Regions from separate parts of the Sus scrofa genome. Here region 2 is linked to region 1. The links are chromatin contacts, called in public targeted proximity ligation maps. All regions are on one chromosome and are shown on one strand. The core of a region is the stretch at or near the end of the contact, and the rest is flanking DNA. Distances in the headings are between cores, read along the strand shown.

Region 1 (2,700 bases), core at 29-2,528:
TCTTTCCATTGTCACAATGTGTATCATCTGTCAGTCGTCAGCTCTCCTTCCAGGACTGAGCTGCATTCTCCTTGTGTTATCACTTTGTTACATGGTGTCTTTTCTCATCTGGTTTTGGAATTTAAAGGGAAAATAAAAGACCATGAAAAATGTGTAAGTTGGATGCTATTCATTCACTTATTTATAAATAAATGGATACTGACAGGCACCTCATCAGAAAATGTTTACTCTATGAACAAGTGTTGATGACATGGGCTGAAAGACACAGTCTGGTGCCCCCAGGACCAGCTGCTCCTTCAGTACTTACCATTGTGCTGCCTCACTTTCGTTTTGGCTTGGCACGTACATTTTCAGGCTGCCTTACATTGTATCTCCAGGATACTTTATCTCTGGCACTGTCTGCCGGAGACAATAGATGTGCCTTTTTACCAAGCCTGAAAGCTTAGGCTTTGTCTGCTCTTGATCTCTGGCGATACCACCGCTTACATGAGGGACCTTGCCTGATGCCAGCAGATGCATCTGCTGTTGGCCCAGTAACTTTGCTTCATGGAAACGGCACTTGATTTTCTGTTCTTCATGCTGGTGTGCTGACATGTGCTAAACTGGACAAATGCTTTTGTTTCCTGTGGAGAAGAAACACCGCTCATTGCTTAGCTGGGGAAGAAGTGGATTAAGCTCTCGGATTTATAGTAGATCTCAGCTGGCTCCGTTCACAGATGCTGGATGAAGCCCTCCTCAGCTACTCCAGGGGGTACCATTTTGGAGGCTCTTGGGGAATTGGGGATTGGGTTCCTTGGGAATGTTCTGCTCCCTGTATCAACTCTAGATTGTACAGACCTGTCACACAGTTACAGCAAAGGAGTTTAGTCCTTGTCTATCAATCTGTCAATCAGTCAGTCAGTCAGCCAACAAGCATACAGCTGCTTGAATGCACAGCACTTTGTGCTGGGCTCTGAGAATACAAAGGGGAGTTAGTTATAATCTTTGCTTTAGAGGTTTACAGTTGGATAAAGAAAAATTTTGATGTACGCAAATTATACATACCTACATACACACCGAACTGTCAGATGCATTCAGAGGTGGGGGGGATTTCAGAAAGTGAGAGATCCTTGTGAGCCGAAATGCCTGGGGGAGACATCCTTGGGAGAAATGAAATTTAAACCTAATGTGAAATACTAACTGATGCGTTGAGTGAACCCAGATGGATAAAAATACACAGGCATAAACAGAGCTATTCTTGGATGTACAGTGGTTGTTTCAGAAAGGAAAACACCCTATGCCTTTGAATATCATATTTTTAACCCACAGGATGTACCATGTCAGTCGTGTTTATTTGCTGTATCCTCCAGAGGCGTGAGTCAACTAAAGGGAAAGAAGAGAGAACTGACATTTATTCACCGTCTCTGTTTGCCATGCACACTGTTGTTTTACATATGTCATCTCATGACGTTCTTCTGCAGCCCTGTAAGCCATGTATTACTATTTATAGGTGAGGAAACTGAGGTATAGAGAGGCTAAATCACTTGGCCAGGTCTCATGGTTACCAAGGGACAGCTCTCTGCATTATTTACACACAGCCAGTAATTCATGTGGTTTTTAAGGTGTTCAAATGAGTAGAGAAATTCAGTATCAATGCCATTTCTGAAAAAAATATATTTGAAATGCTGCTTGTTAGATGAATACTTTGTCAGGAACTACAAAAATGGATTAAAAGAAAAAAAGAAAAATAGCGAAAAGAAATAAACTAAAGCAATTGATGAATACAAAGGCTTTTGGGACACAAATGTCATACAGTGTGTCATACGGCACAGGTAGATCAAGATATGTGTGTGTGGTGTTAGGGGCTGTATGCTTCTGCATTTGGCACATTCTGCTCTACATCAGTAGAGCATACCGATGGACAGGGTCAATGTCTGATAGATTAGAAGAATTTTGTTATAAAATGATGAACAGTTCCACTCAGACTTTCGAGGATGTTCTATAGCTAAAATATTGCTTCAGGAACACCACAATAGACCCACTGCACCTAAAATAATTAGTAGAAAATAGGAGGGAAAAAGTAGAAAATGGGGACCTGTGGCCAAGCAGCACATTGTCTTTGAGTGATGAACTCCTCTGTAGGTCTTACCCTGGCCTGGACCATCTATTTTCCCACAGGCCGTCTTGTGTAGAGTCCTGGGCCTTTCACACTCTTGGCTCTTCAATCCTGGCTCTCTTACATGTTTGGAGGAACAGAGGCTCCTGCACCCAGCCCCTAGGGCAGTGGCTCAAGGGTCAGTGGACTTGGGAATGTAATGATGTTATTTGCGCAAGCAGTTGCTTATAGACTGTTAACTTTGCCCTGGGTCCTTTAGCTATTTTTGGTGGATTCCCAGAGGGGTAATCTCTTACAGTCAAGCCCCATTTTCTCCATGACCCCAGGCTGGAAATATCATCTGGCCTCTGTGTGCCTTACTCTTGCATCTTGGGCTCATATAGGGACCAAAGTGAGCAACCTAGGGCCTACAACCATGGCTAAGGAGAAGGTGGCGTCATCCCATCTAGGTGCCCTCTCAAGACTTTGTCCCTTTGGGTCTTGCTGAAAAGCAACTCAACATAAACTCCTCTCTCACCAGGACCATCTGCCTCTGTAATCTATGGCTAGCTGTGTTTTGCTGTAAGAAATAGACTTTTCTCTGAAAACTTTTTCATGGTGACATA
Region 2 (2,700 bases), core at 55-2,554, 620 kb after region 1:
TTACAAAAGTCCTCTAAGAAAAGTTAAAACCAGTTAATGAACAGAAACAAAATGTAGAACATTTTTAAAAACTCCTTGATACCTTTCAAATCATGAGTGTATTTTTGTAACTTGTGTTTCACATGCCATTTTGCGAGAAAACCAATGCTGGCCTTATAAGCATCCTACCACTGTAAACGAGACCCCCTTGGGGGAAATTTATGGCTTCTCACAATACAGTCTCTAATATTTAGGCTCCAACTCTGGAAGGCAATATTATCTCTTTATCCTATGAGACTAGCAGGCTGACCAAACCAAGTCTGAAAAATTTAGATGACGTTTAAAGAAGTCAGACTGTGCTGGGCAGATAACTTTAGTACAAGTCTAAAATAGAATCAGGAACATTGGAGCTGTTCTACTTCTGAACATGGAGACATTCTGCCAAGACATGTGTCATCACTATAATGAGTGCACTGGAGGCTGGGACGAGTGTTGGAAAGTCCCCCAGTGAGGGGGCTGCCAAGAGGTGCTTCTCTGAGACCTTTCCTCCAGGTAACCAGGCTACTATCAAATTTAGCTCATACATGATTCTAAGAAGTAAGAACAGAGAAAATATTCCACACTAGAAAAAATGGTAAGTTTCTCTATAGTCTTGGTTTATTTCCAATAAGTCTTGACTTCTTTTTCCATCCTACCCTTCCTTCCAGAGCTAAAAAGAAGTTCAATTTAGAATAGGGCTTGCCATGAGCACCTACACAAATCCAATAATCGGATGATTATTTCAGCTTGGTTAATTAAGTGGATAAGGTTCAAAACCATGGAATCGAGTCAAATATAACGGGGACTTTATATCCACCACATTTTGTAAGTTCAGAGGAACAACTGGAACAAGTGGATTTTAATATTACAGATGCTCTTTGTCATTGTCTGCAAGTTTATCTGAATGGTACAAACTAAATGGATGAGTTTTTGAAAGAAGCGGGTGTTCAAGTGATACCAAATGACAAAGTGTATTAAATCACCATGTGGTGTGTGGCACCAGCTCCTGGCCCTCATGAGGGAAATAAGCCTGGCCCACATGTGGTGGTCGTTGGCAGAACTCATGTACACATCTCCTTTCTGCTGAAAAAGAACAGACATCTATTGGAAACAAACTGAAAAAGACACATCCTCTTTGATATGTCACTGAAAGGGAAAATTAATGTGATTGTAAGGCAACAGGATGTGGGTGTGTGACTCACAATGTAAGCGGCCCACATGATGCATGTTGACATCAGCGCTGTGGGGACATTTCCTTGGGTTTCACACCAGCAGCCGTTGAACGGGCTCCTTAGAGCAGCCCCACACACGCAGCATCAAGCAAGACTTCGTGGCTCTGTCTCTCCCACGGCCCTGGTGTCCACAGAGTCTTAGGGGAGAGCTGACGTTGCTCAACAACCCTCCCTTCCTCCGTGACCTGCTTCTTCCTCCAACCATTTGCACCGCTGCCATGCTCCAAGCTGCCCGGGAAGAAGAGCGAGGGCTGCGGGAGCCCTGCTCACTATCCAGCTCCCTGAGAGATAAGAGCAGCCGTTTCTTTCCCCATCCTTGTCCCAACCCGCTTTGTAATGATGGGAAGATGTTGCTCCCCAAAATACAGCTGAGGCTAGAAGCCATATGTGTGCTCGCCTCTATCCTGTGGACCTTATCTCTCTCTTCCTGATCGGGTTCTTCTGCGGTACAGGTTGTTCTGCCTCTCGTAATTATTGTTTGTGTACAAACCTTATTCCTCCTCTTTGAAATAGGGAACACGATCTACTCATCTTTTTATTGTCTGCAGCAGCTATAAAAGGCCCTAAAAATAAATGTTTATTAAGTTGAATAAACAGAAGCGTTTGAATAGAAAACAATAGGTACATTAACTAATCAACAATTTACGGAGTGTCACCTATGTTCTAAGCACTGTCCAAATTCTAAGTGTCACGAGTGTGAATACTCTAAATTCTTGCTCTCAATTAAGTCATTTGAGAGAGAGAGAGAGAGATCCCAGGGTGTAGTGGAATACAGAACAGGAAGGAATGTAGTCAGCCTAGGGCAATCAGTCCAGGCTTCTGGCAGAGGATGAGCTGACTTGGGTCCTGAAGGATGGGTGATATTCAAGAGGCAGAAAAAAGGAAACGGGCATTCCAGACAATATGAGCATTCTTTGCAAAGCCACAGTCATGGAAGTACAGTTTTAATTAGGAAACTAAGGACAGTTGAGACTGCAGCATTGAGAGGAACAGGGAAAGAAGGGACAGAGGAGAGGTTATTTACTTTCTATGGCTACATCACAAATGATCACAGACTTGGTGACTTAAAACATCCCATGTTTTTTATGTCAAGGTTTCTGTGGATTAACTGAGTCCTCTGCTCAGGCTGAAATTGCAGAGCTGCTTGGGCCTATGATCTCTTGGAGACTGAGGCGCCTCTTCCAGGCTCACAGAATTGTTGGCTAAATTCATTTCTTTGAGGCTGTATGATCCAGAATTTTTTTTTTTTTTTTTTTCTTGCTAGCTATTGACTGAAGACTACTCTAAGCTCCTGGAGGTCACCCTCAGGTCCTTGCCACATGGGTGGTCCATAGGCTCTGTCACAACATGCCAATTTGTTTCACTTCTGAGGTCACCTGGAGGGCATCCCCGTAACACTTCCCCTGTCTCGTAAAGACCTCACCTGATTAGGTGTGGCCCATCCAGGCTA

The links.
Region 2: a contact with region 1 is called in a targeted proximity ligation map of skeletal muscle, with 13 times the contacts expected there. A contact is called at or near these places in 2 of 47 Hi-C or Micro-C datasets (heart right ventricle and skeletal muscle) and 2 of 2 datasets of targeted methods (alveolar macrophages and skeletal muscle).

Annotation. Positions count from the first base shown.
Region 1 is chr5:90,450,088-90,452,787 of Sscrofa11.1, forward strand. LOC110260821 (a long non-coding RNA gene) reads left to right here. Exons shown (of 3, transcript XR_002344330.1): 3 at 1-152. Among named protein-coding and RNA genes, the nearest start is that of PLEKHG7, 140 kb to the left of the region's middle.
Region 2 is chr5:91,071,622-91,074,321 of Sscrofa11.1, forward strand. The region is part of intron 3 of LOC102159120 (a long non-coding RNA gene); the gene reads left to right. Among named protein-coding and RNA genes, the nearest start is that of BTG1, 260 kb to the left of the region's middle.